Linked DNA regions of Triticum aestivum: region 2 is linked to region 1. A link is a contact called in public Hi-C data. All regions are on one chromosome and are shown on one strand. Each heading gives the region's core, a stretch centred on a gene start, on an enhancer-like site or on the middle of the called end of the contact. The rest is flanking DNA. Distances are from core to core; before and after follow the strand shown. Region 1 holds the start of LOC123159787 (multiple organellar RNA editing factor 9, chloroplastic). Region 2 holds the start of LOC123158999 (organelle RRM domain-containing protein 2, mitochondrial).

Region 1 (6,946 bases), core at 4,215-6,714:
ACCGGAGGAACACTTTGTGTGCTACCAAACGTCACAACGTAACTGGGTGATTATAAAGGAGCTCTTCAGGTGTCTCTGAAGGTACATGTTGAGTTGGCGTATTTCGAGATTAGGTTTTGTCACTCCGATTGTGGGAGAGGTATCTCTGGGCCCTCTCGATAATGCACATCACTATAAGCCTTGCAAGCAATGTAGCTAATGAGTTAGTTACGGAATGATGCATTACGTAACGAGTAAAGACACTTGTCGGTAACGAGATTGAACTAGGTATTGGATACCGACGATCGAATCTCGGGCAAGTAACATACCGATGACAAAGGGAACAACGTATGTTGTTATGCGGTTTGACCGATAAAGATCTTCGTAGAATATGTAGGAGCCAATATGAGCATCCAGGTTCCGCTATTGGTTATTGACCGAGAATAGTTCTAGGTCATGTCTACATAGCTCTCGAACCCGTAGGGTCCGCATGCTTAATGTTACGATGACAGTTTTATTGCGAGTTTATAAGTTTTGATGTACCGAAGGTTGTTCGGAGTCCCGGATGTGATCATGGACATGACGAGGAGTCTCGAAATGGTCGAGACATAAAGATTGATATATTGGAAGCTTATATTTGGATATTGGAATCGTTTCGGGTGAAATCGGGATTTTACCGGAGTACCGGGAGGTTACGGGAACCCTCCCGGGGGTTAATGGGCCTACATGGGCCATGAGGGAGAAGAGGAGGGCCGGCCAGGGCAGGCCGCACGCCCCCTCCCCCCCTAGTCCGAAAAGGACAAGGAAGGGGGGGCGCCCCCCTTTCCTCTTTCCCCTCCCCCCTTTCCTTCTCCACCAAGGCAAGAGGGGGGAGTCCTACTCCCGGTGGGAGTAGGACTCCTCCAGGCGCACCCCTAGGGGTCGGCCGCACCTCCCCCCTCCCTCCTTTATATATGGGGGCAGGGGGCACCTCTATACACACAAGTTGATCTTCGTGATCGTTCCTTAGCCGTGTGCGGTGCCCCCCTCCACCATATTCCACCTCGGTCATATCGTTGCGGTGCTTAGGCGAAGCCCTACGTCGGTAGAACATCTTCATCGTCACCACGCCGTCGTGCTGACGGAACTCATCCCCGACACCCTGCTGGATCGGAGTCCGGGGATCGTCATCGAGCTGAACGTGTGCTGAACTCGGAGGTGCCGTACGTTCGGTGCTTGGATCGGTCGGATCGTGAAGACGTACGACTACATCAACCGTGTTGTCATAATGCTTCCGCTTACGGTCTACGAGGGTACGTGGACAACACTCTCCCCTCTCGTTGCTATGCATCACCATGATCTTGCGTGTGCGTAGGAATTTTTTTGAAATTACTATGTTCCCCAACATCCGCCCTACATCAACATGTCATGGGAATGGAGATCCACCACGCCCGGCCATAAACTAGTTTAGCATAGTCCAATATAGTTTAGTTAAAATATGTCTAAAATGCAAATGTTCATCCGATTTATATGAAAATCATCTGGTTTGCTTGTAATTCATACGAAAGGTTGAGATCTTGTTTGAAATGTATGCAATTAGTTTTGAATGGCCGGCTCCCGCATGAGTATCTGTAGGCAGATGTGGTGTCCGGTTTGCGGGTTGGCGTTTAATAGAGGTGAGGGTGTCCCGATCTTTCGATGAGATGATAACTATCGATTTGGTGGAGTTGACTTTGATGATCCGACTATAAACATGCACGACGTTGTGCCTTAGCACTCACTAAACCAATCTCCTAAGGTTACTGACGATGCTGGAAGCACGATCAGCCTGACCACGAAGGTCTATTCCTGCACGCAATCGAAGAACAAGCAAGAATATGATAATGCAATCTGAATATTGCTTATATAGATGAAGTATTGATAAAGGTGGGGATCCGAAAGTGGTCTTGGTCTGGTCGTTGGACACAAACGAAGTACAGAAAGTTGCAATGGCTAACTTTTAACTAAACAAATCCCAAAGAAAAAGTTACTAGATGGATCTACTTATATAGGAGCAAGGGGTGGCGGCCAAGGAGGTGGGAGGACGTCCCAAAGCAGCCTAAAACTAACCTTAGGTCATACAAGGCTCATGGGCCCAAGTGGAGGTGATGCAACGCCTTTGGACTTGTAGTTTGACTCGGATTCTGCTGCAGGGTCAGATTGTTTCATCGATAACTTAACGCTCCAGACGAATTTTGAAGGTGAATCCAATTGGGTTGGAAAGAGCATGAAATCTACTTTCCAAAAAAATCACCCAATTTGGAGTCCTTACGAAAGTGTTCTTGGCGTTTTGAGTCAGGTATGTCTGCGCAGTCCGAATCTGAATCCAGAACGTGAGAGACTTGGACTCTATCTTCTCTTGGCCCAAAAGTGACATGAGAGGACTTTTTAAACAGCACCTAAACTTCTCTTTTCTCCTTATCTTTATGCGGATTGTACAAATGTCCAATACACCTGTAATTAGACATGACACAAAAGTTTGTGAATTATTTTTGTCCTGGATGACATAAATAAATTATTGCATAGTTTGCATTAGAAATCACCCCACAAATATACATGTATGCAATATTTTTGGTCGTATCCAAGGTAGTCATGTCCTCATCATCTAGGTAGTCATGTCCTCATCAGCGTTGAAGATGCCCTAAAGCAATACTTTGAGGTTGCTTGGACAAAGTGTTCAATAGTTTTTTTGGTTGAACTGTTCAATAGTTTGTTTGACCCTTAAGAGTGGCACAAGGGGCGAAATAGGAAGGATCTCCCCGAATGATTTGAATCCAAAGGAAAATGAAGTCAAATTGCGTCTGGGTTCACCATTGAATAGCCTTCTTCTAGAATATGATAATTTCTTCTATAAAAGGAATTGCCCTATCCGACAATCTAGGCACTTGTGAGCAGTAGTCTGGGTCGTTTGATCATTTCACTGTGGTACGTTTTTTTACCGTTGCCAGTTGCTGGACCGTCCAAACATGTTGCACATCACCACTTCCATTGAGGATCAATGAAGGATGGGCTTAAGTGTGGAGCCGGAGAATGAAGCGAGTTTGCCTCCTATTCTCGGTATGAGAACAAACGCAACATGGAGCGTGTGCGGTGAAAACCCTAGCCCCCAATTCATCCACCCTCGAGCCCCGCACCCCCTCCACTTCCCATTCACCTCTTCCATTCTTCCCTGCACTCCACCGCCACCATGCCCCTCCTCTGTCCCTTCGTCTCTCTCCTCTGGTCGTCGACGCTTCTCCTCCAGTCGCACAACTAACCATTTCTCTGCCTCTTTCTCTTCCCTGCAGGACGACGTCTTCCCACGTTCTCGATCCCTCCTACTGCTTGGCTAAAAACATCGTTGGTTTGGTTCTAGAAAAATGAAGCAGTTCTCTGAACCCTGCTACTGTTACTATGGTTGCTATTTTCGTTTTTGTTACACAACAGTTCTCTCATGGTGTTTCTATTAACTATGAGGAACATCAGCCTAGCTTTTGTCTTGAATGTCTTTGATGTGTGATCGAGAGCTAAATGCCCTTTGGAACGACGTGATTGCTTGTTTGGCCTTTTAAAATGGTTTGGTGGTGCAACTAAGTTTGGCCACTGCCCATTGGGTTTAGATATTAGGTGGCGTGTGAAACAATTTCTTAGGCAACAATTTCTCAAGTAGGTTTATCTGTTTGTTATGGTATTTGGGTACTTATTTCCTGATATTTTTTGAGATTCTTTGGCTCTCATAGATGTGGGGGGTTTCAAGTCCTCAAAAGCTCTCGTTAGCATGTCTTGTATACTACGCTCCCAACAAGGTTCCTCTCGTGGTGTGTCTCGTGTACTGCAGTCGACACTAGGGGCACAAAATCACATGTTAATGTGTGAGCACAGCTGATGAACTCATTGGTCCTTTTCCTCCCTTTCTTGTGTTGGAGTTGTGAGGTGATGTGACCTTTGTTGTGATTCATTCCCTTTTCACATAATTAATGAAAAGCTCTCGACGGTCTTCCTCTTTGATGTCCATATTGCCCACAAGGTGACTGCTAGCTTCATAAAACGGGCATGTGATAACATTTCAAGCATCCCAAATATCCATAGTTTTGCACTCGCTTCTCGTGTTTCAGCCAGCTGCTCCACAACTTCATCGCCTGCCAATTGAAACACATATGGCTGAGGTGCACTCAATTAGAGAATGTTTCTGTGAGTGGATATTGCCACACATTTGACAATTTTCCGCATCACTCATGTTTGTGTTATGTTGCACATCTTCCATCGAAAGTGAGTGTTTAGCGAGCCGCCAAAAAAAGGTTCTAATTTTGGTAGGTACCTGAACATTCCAAAGGGATGTCCAACTCTTCTCCTCCCTTGCCCATTTGAAGTGGATGCTCTTCCTTCCAACCAAGCTTCCTTGGCTACAAGCATGCGATAAGCAGACCTCACTATGAAATACCCTTTTTTATCGAACTTGCAGGCCCAAAAATCGCCAATAGAACTTGTTCATAGGCCTAAAAATGTTCATAAAAATAAAAAATGATTGTGAATTACAAAAAAAATCATCCATTCAAAAAATGTTCAGGCATTTCAAAAAAATGTTCGTCAAACAAAAATGTTCATATATTTCACAAATTGCCCCCAAATTTGGAAAAAATCTCATCTATTCAAAGAATGTTCGCCAATTCAAAAAAATGGTCAGGGGTTTCAAAAAACTGTTCACAATTTGCAAAAAAAGTTAAGGATTTTAAAAAATGTTCATGAATTTAAAATATGTTCACAATTTCATAAAAATGTTTGTAAAAAAATATTCACAATTTCAAAAAATGCTCATGATTTTTAAAAAAATTCATGAGTTTGTAAAAGATGTTCACAAAATGCAGAAAGAGAAGGGAAAAGAAAGAAAGAAAATGAAAAATAAAATAAAAGGGCAAACTAATATGGAAAAATGGAAAAATGAAAATAAATAAAGGAAATAATGTAAATGAAAAGGCAGAAAAAGGTAAAAGGAAAAACAAAATAAAATAAAATAACCCAGTCTGGGGTGGTGTAAGAACTTTTGCCATACCGAAAAGGAGCTACTTGGGCCGCCAAAAATGTGTGCATAGCGGGAGCGGGGGTGGGGTGGGGTGTACTCCCTAGGTCGCTAACCAGCAACCTGCGCGCCGAAAAGGATTTCACCATGATGCAGAAGTGTTGTCGATAAAATCACTGACCATCATGGGGGGGGGGGGGGGGGTAGACATGCCAACGGCCACATAGATGTTTCATCCTATCAAAATGGTACTTCTTTATTTTCCTTTTCAAGCGATCTACTTTTTTTTAGAGAGAGTGTGTCCAAATGCGACTGTGAGAAACAAAATATTGGGCCTTGTCAACCATATGCTGTAGCCCATTTTATCTCAACCGAGGCAAACCAGGCCCTATAGACAGACAAATGGTCCGGATAGCAACCTACCCAGCCCATCATCGCAAGGCTAAAACCCTTCTCGTGAAATATCTCATTCTTCTTCTCGCCTCTGTCTCACCTTATCCGCAACCCGCAAAAACCTCACTCCCCCCACACGCACGCTCGCTTCAATGGCTGCCCTGCCGACCGCCGCCGCCGCCGGGCGCGTAGCGGCCAGCGCCTTCACGTTCCCTGCCAAGCCCTCCTTATCCTCCTTCTCAGCCGCGTCTCTCCCCCGCGCCGCAGCCGCGGCGGCGGCCTTTTCAGCGATCGCCCTCGCACCGGCGGGGAGCCTCCAGCGTCGGCGGAGGCCGACGGCGGCCGGCGCAGCGCCCGGGAGCGAGCAGAGGGAGACGATACTGCTCCCCGGGTGTGACTACAACCACTGGCTGATCGTCATGGAGTTCCCCAAGGACCCCGCGCCCACACGCGAGCAGATGATCGACACCTACCTCAACACCCTCGCCACCGTCCTCGGCAGGTAAAACCTTGATTTCCCTTTCTCCCTGCTGATGACTCCTTTCTCTATGTCTGGTGAGAGAAATTTGACGCATTATCTTGTTTGCCTAGAGAAAATGCTACTAGCAATTTCATAGTAGTTGTCACTGGAAAATTATCGAGAAAATGCTAGCAATTCCATTGAGTCGGCTTATAGTCCTCTCATGTTTCGGAAATTGCTATGCAGGAGATAGATATGCAACACATACTCGACAGGTGCTTCTTGTTTGACAAGATTTTTTATCGTATACACATCAAATGATCAAATGTCTATTTATTAGATACTTGGAACTTTGTTCCATCATTACTGCCCATATGAGAAGAGCAGCACTGCCTGCATCTGATGTGATGTGAGCATGAGTGTAGTTTAGCAGGGTGTAACGTAGGCTTCAGTTTTCCTTCTTTAGTTTCATATGGTGCATCCAGATTCAGAAGGGTGTATACATAAAAGTCTAGACTGAGTAACTTGTTACAATTGCAGCATGGAGGAAGCCAAGAAGAACATGTATGCCTTCAGCACAACCACTTACACTGGGTTCCAGTGCACTGTCGATGAAGAAACATCAGAGAAGTTCAAGGGTAATTCTTGATTTACGCACTGTTTTGGTGCACAATTTCTTGGTATTTCCTTGTTTAAACTGTTCTTACGTTGCCTGTAGGTTTGCCTGGTGTCCTGTGGGTGCTCCCTGATTCCTACATCGATGTGAAAAACAAAGACTATGGAGGTTGGCATGACACAATATCTGTAGCTGCACGTTTATGTGCTTCTCTTGTCCTAATCACTAACATATTCACTGTTTTGTCTCCCTTCAGGTGATAAATACATAAATGGTGAGATCATTCCATGCACATACCCAACCTATCAACCAAAGGAGCGGAGGACCTCAAAGTACGAAAGCAGACGGTATGAGAGGCGAAGAGATGGCCCTCCTGCCAGCAGGAAACCGAAACAACAGGCCACTCAGCCTGAGTCGGCGTCTTCATGAGGTAGAATTGCATGCTAATCCACGCTTATCAACAGTTTGGTGTTTAAATTGACCC
Region 2 (6,216 bases), core at 1,881-4,380, 230 kb after region 1:
GTGTCCAAGCTGCAAGCCTTGCCAAGATCACTGGGAGGCTCCTGGCGTGCCAGCCAAGCTACCCACCTCCAGCGCAGGCCTTCGACATGCTCATTGCTGATGAGAGGAGCCTCCAAGTACTGCATAGCAAGAACCACACAGAGGTGGGGGCGGCTGTCACCGGCACTTCTGGCGGCGGTCCGTATTTCTGGTGTGTCTTGTTCAGCAACGGGAAGCCCAACTCGAGCTTCACGGTAGAAGGGGGTGTTCCCAAGACTGCCCATCCTGGATGCTTCAGCGGCAACAATGACGAGTGCAGTGGTGCCATTTCGACCGGTGTGGGTGCATGGACACTGGTGTCGGCCACTCTTTTTGCTCTGGCTGGCGCCTTTACTTTGTGAGCTTGTGCAGAGATGCATCGGTGCACCATTCTTTTGCAGATTTTCAGATCTGGTAGAGCACACTAGTTGCAGTGCCTCTACTTCATCGCAATTCTTTTGCTCCTTTTAGCAGGTGATTTCTGTAAGGACTAAAAGGATAATGGTTTTCAACATTTGTGACAACGAGTTTACCTGTGCAGGTTGTTAATGCATTTTGTGTGACCGTTGGAGTTTCGCAGTGTTTTTTTCCAGGAAGGCCATCATGCCTAGCTTAGCTTTATTGATAACTTAAACAGAACTTACATCGTCCACAAAATTAGCAAATAAGCAGCTAGGCGATCATTGTCCGAGGTATAATGTCGGAGCTAAATCCGGCAATCTCTCGGTAGTGTATCCCTACGCTGCATGGTAACATGAGGCATAGGCACGGTCGAGCTGATACCCTACTCCTGCTCATGTATACTGCGATTGGGGTGGGTGGGGTTGTACAAAGTACATGTGAATATCAAGGGATTGTATGTATGCTATGGACAAGCCCGGCCTCCGGCTTATATGACATGAAAGAATTCCTTATTTGACCCTTTTTTAAAATATGGTTCCCTATTTGGCCCTATAAAACGAAATCTTCCTTATTTGGATGTTGGCTTAAATTTTGTTTCCTATTTGACACTTTCGTACATTTTTCCATCCAGTAGTGTTAACTGGCACGTGCAAAGACAGTTTTGCCCTTGGTAGTAGTTTGTCAACAAAAATGGAAAGAGAGGTAGCGCCGCTCCTGTGTTGCTGGAGGCAGCCATGGGCTCGTGTACGCTGCTGCCATGAGCTCGTGTACACCAGCGGTGCTGGGTTCTGCGTCACGCGCTGCCGGAGCGCTCGCGCTCCGCGATGTGTAAAGGCTTTGGAGTTTTAGCAATTAGTATAGGGACGTAAAACTGGACAGAGAACAATTAGAATCCTACATGGATACGTAATGTATACAAAATCGAATAAAGCTAGGAGATCCCCGTTCGGGTTGCACACGTGTTTACGTGCATGTCTCATGCACATTGTGCTTTTTTTCTGACCTGAGAAAGAGAAATAAAAACGTCACTTCGAACAGTTCGACTACATCGACCAGTACAGCCACCAGATCTTCAACATGCTCGTGCTCGTCGGCGCGCTCAGGCAGTACACCGCCACGGCCAGAGCCGCCCACGCGTTGCACGATGTGACGATGATTTAATCGTGTACACGTGGGTAGTAACTATTCTTTTTCCTACAGCGAGTACTATTTTTTATGTATATAGTACTATTTTTTAATTATTGAACTACACCAAAATATATCACTTTTTTTGGGCGAACAAAAAATATCACATTACCTCTGCGTTTGCATGTAAATAATCAGGTCACATTCTACAGAAGGGGCAAAATGGTCTTTCTAGGTCATACTTAACACCGCTACTTGTCAAAACTAACGGAAGTGGCACATAGGGAACAAAATAAAGTTAGAGTGTCAAAAAAAGAAAAAAGATGTTTTATGGGCCAAAAAAGGAAGCAAAATTTAAGAAAGGGTCAAATAAGGAATTCTCTCATATAACATACCCGGGGTCCTAGGTTACATACTGTAGTCGGCTACACTGGTGAGTCCTTCACAACTTTATATCTTTGGCTTGTATATAAGTCTTTCAGAGTCTTCGTATAATGCATCATGGGCCGTCCAACGTGGCCCAGGATGAAACCTTCCTACGTATCCTCAACCCGGCCCACCAGGCCGGGAACCGATGTGGTCAGATCCTTGGGCCAGGACACCGTCAATAGCACTGATTTTCAAGCTTGGTTGCACCTTGGTCTCATCCGAGCTGCACGTCGTCTTTAGTTAACGAGGTTGAAACTAGCTCGATGAAGCTTCCCAAATAGTGCCTTCGTGCAACCAGCCTCTAGCTGTTGGGCTGCATAGAATATAAACATTAATTATAAACTTGGAAATAAATAATAACAAAATTATTATTGCTTTTAGGGTATATTTCCAACACGCAGCCATCATGAGCGCTCACCATCGCCGTCGAAATGTCACGGCGTGCAGCAACGACTGTGGGGCACTATGGCTTGGCACATTCGTCAGCATAGAGCAGGAGGTGCACACGAACGACGCGACAACAGTCTGCTACTTTGGCAGTCGAGCGAAGCTTAACTTTCCCCTCAGCGATCGCGCCCAAGACTACATTGAGCCTCCAGTTAGAATGTTCTCTCGCCGACGAGAAAGAGAACCGCATGGCCGTGAACTAGCTCGAGGCCAAGCGCATCGATAAGACCTATATGGCGGAGCTCATCACAAAGAATATGCATCTTGTCGCTGAGAACCAAGCGCGGTCTGAGTTCAACAAGAATGACGTGATTTGGGACAAGATATTGGCTGGGCCCTCCGACGAGGATGAGGAGACGTTGTTGTCTCGGCCTAGCAACAATGACAATGAGCCCGGTCCCTCCGATGGTGGTGGTGGATGATCCCTATCTTCTCAGACTCGGACGACTTCAACGTGTTCTGCGCCAACTATGGTGATGGCAAGTATAGCTTACATTTGTTTGATATGCTATATCTAACGATAACCCGTCTAATTATGTTATGTATGATGTGCAACCTTTTTGTTAAATAATGTAATCAAGTAGTTTAGATTTGTCTTTGAAATGAATGTTTATGAAAAAAATCAGAGAGTTAAGTTTTAGGATAACTCCTTAAATTTGAGGAGTTAAGGTTTGAGGAGGCTTTGGACGGGCTAATTTTTAGAGATTGAGATGCCCTCCCCGTCTCAACTGGCCCGGTCCATGACCTAACCTTTTAAACCCCAGGTTGACGCAAAGAGAGGAAGGAAAATCAATCACTAACCCCTCACGCACGCAAGCCTTTTCACCCATTCTCCGGCGGCGGCAGCTATGGCGGCGGTGGCGGCAAGGTTCGGGCTCCGACGCATGTTCTCCATCGCCGACTTCGCGACGCCGAACGCGCGCATGTTCTCCATCTCGGCCTTCGCGCCGCCGAGCCCGCCCACGCCTCCCCCGAAGGCCGACCCCTCCCCCAACCTCTTCGTCTCCGGTACGATTGTTGCCCCCCTCTTTCCTTGTTCCATTCGCTCCTGTAACCACACTCAGGCCTCGATCCCCGCCAGAGATTTTGCTCGAAAGCTCGCTTTTGAGTGCGAGAAAATGGTATCCAGTCGATTAGGGTCAGATATCATGCCATGATGTGATGTTGCTAATTAGGTCTCTGCTTAGCCTTATAGATCCGTTCTTGCTAGATGTGCAGCAACGAATTAGGAGATATGATGCTGATTCCTTTCTTGTTCAATGTAAATTTATTACAATTACATGTGGAGGGCACTTTAACTGTAGGCGGTTCAAATCCTTGATGTGGATTATACATTTTACGACATTATTAATCTGGTTCTATTAGTTCCCCGATATTTTTTTTTCTGCGGGGAATGTCTGGTTTTATTTAAGCATCAACGCTACAATCATTACACACAAAGAAAACAAAGAGTTCATAACACTAGCCAGACAACAGATTGCCAGGACACACCACCAGAGTTCATGACACTAGTCAGACGATGAGCAGCAGTATTCGCATCCTGCCAAACTGACAGTCTGCCACCACCTATCTCCACCAACAGAGAGCTAGCTGTGGAAAAATCCTTCTCTACAGCCCTAATCTTGGCCACTGCATTCATGCTATCCAGCTCTAGCAGAAGTTTATGGGCTTCCAGCTTCTCAGCAAGGACGAGACCATCTTCTTCGATATGAATAGTGCACCATGTGAATTGGTTTTGAGCCAGTCTGGGGAGGAGTGTTCCAGCGCTTGGGTTCTTGCCTGCTCCTTGCCACCTGGATATGCTACAGATCGAGCTCCATTCCTCTACCGATTTGTGAATTTCGGCAGCGGCGCACTGTGACTGATGAACACAAGGACTCACCATGTCTTATAGCATTACACATACGCACCAGCTCCTAACATGTTGTTAGGAGGAGCCTTGCCTTGACTTCTTTCGAGCTACCAAGAGAAGTTAGGAACCTCCGCCGCAATAATTGGATGGCGCTCACCCTCAATCTGGCATCCGCAAGAAGAAATCTAGCAAGTGCAAAGGCAAGAAGGGTGGCGATAAAGGGGAGGCACAGGTGGTTCCATGATACACCTTTCTTCTAGACTGCAAACGTGGGCTCAGATGTATCAGTTGTTTTTATCTTTGTTTTCTTCTCCAGTTGAAGTGGGCCGATGGGGTTTCATTAATGACATTGTGACCCCACTGTTGAAGGGTTGCTGTGGCTCTGTGCCGGGTGTGTTTGTAGGTCTGCCTCTCGTCCTGTGGATGCATAGTCCGGGAGTAGTTCACATGGGTGGACAAGTTGTGATGGTTTTCGCCGGTTTTCCATAAATTAACTTCTACTTAATTAATGGATGAGGCAAAACTTTTGCCTCCGTTTTGCAGTTTTTTCTGGGAGAAACACATACGCTTCCAACTGACCCAATGAGCCTTCCTTCCACCAGCTGAGCCCCACCAGAAATTTACCGCGATTGACTGGAGCATCAAACATAGGCCTTTATTATAATGGAAACAGTTCATTGTGTGACCTGGTACCGCCTGCAACAGACTTGATGAGGATTTCTTTTCCAGCCCTGCACTTTCCCCCAAGTATGGTCTAGGATATGCTTAAAACAGTTTTTTTAGCATCCGACCACCGTATGTAGTAACAAGTATCTCTCGTTCATGGCTTAAACACCACCCTGGTACCGCCTGCAACACAGACTTGATGAGGATTTCTTTTCCAGCCCTTGAGAGACATTGACCTTTCCAGCCCTGCACTTTCCCCCCAAATATGGTCTAAGATATGCTTAAAACAGTCATTTTTTGAGCATCCGACCACCGTAAGTAGTCACAAGTATCTCTCGTTCAGGGCTTCAACACTGCCAACCCCCCACGTCCAAAACTCATTCCTTGCAACCTGCGTTCCTCTTGCTCGTTACAAAGGAGAGCAGAAAATCCTTTGGCACACAATATGAAAAGGTAGGGCAAATGGGAACCCCCTGCTGGAGTCCTCTAGGTGGCTTGAACATTTCAGACTTACTCCCATTGAGCTTAACGTCATACTTCACAGTTGAGACAAATCTCTTGATTCTCTCCAGGCAACTAACTGAGTAACCCATCTTGAGCATGGCTTGAAACAGAGAATCCCATTTGACTTTGTTATATGCCTTCATCATATTAAGTTTGACTGTACAAAGTTGCACACTTTTGGTACTGCAATTTTAGGTGACTAAAATCTACAAAAATTTCAGGCAACTGAGAATTAGCATAACTGCTTAAAATATATTATGGAAGAATTATACAAGGATATGGAGTGTATCACTATGGGAAATTAACTCTATTTTGTGGATTCCTGAATGACTATGGAACATGTGGTGAATGTATCTGGATTTGTCTAGAGCACCAGAACTTACATAGAGCATAAAGATAGTCATGTACTTTCCAAGTATCCAACCTCATTTTGGTTAAGACAATGCATGCCAGAACGTAGCATGACACTATTAAATTTCTGTTCAAATGGGCTTTGAAATTTATGACTATGCTATCACCACAACACTATGATGTCAAGTGAGCATCCATCTCTTTGAATCACAAAGCTATGCTACGTGACAAGACCAAATTTTCAATTATCTTTTCTTTAGACTTTTGACCATCTTAGTGCTTGCTTGATCCTACACGAAACTGGTCAAACAGCTAAACATCCTTCAAAGCTCATTCGAAGCCTGTAGAGTTGTAGTAAGCTATAGGCATCCTACTAACTACCATTCAGGGCCAATACAGTTGATAGTGACATGACTCTTCAA

Evidence for each region. A called contact is a pair of places that touch in the nucleus more often than the background predicts.
Region 2: a Hi-C map of leaf shows a contact between it and region 1, with 9 times the contacts expected there. The contact joins the promoter of LOC123158999 here to the promoter of LOC123159787 in region 1. A contact is called at or near these places in 2 of 5 Hi-C or Micro-C datasets (both in leaf).

What each region holds. Positions count from the first base shown.
Region 1 is chr7B:384,079,588-384,086,533 of IWGSC CS RefSeq v2.1, forward strand. LOC123159787 (multiple organellar RNA editing factor 9, chloroplastic) reads left to right here and starts at 5,465. Exons shown (of 5, transcript XM_044577615.1): 1 at 5,465-5,888; 2 at 6,387-6,484; 3 at 6,565-6,630; 4 at 6,719-6,892. The coding sequence starts at 5,539. The coding sequence ends at 6,891.
Region 2 is chr7B:384,308,768-384,314,983 of IWGSC CS RefSeq v2.1, forward strand. LOC123158999 (organelle RRM domain-containing protein 2, mitochondrial) reads left to right here and starts at 3,131. Exons shown (of 5, transcript XM_044576803.1): 1 at 3,131-3,429. The coding sequence starts at 3,270. LOC123161191 reads left to right here. Exons shown (of 2, transcript XM_044579040.1): 2 at 1-594. The coding sequence ends at 380.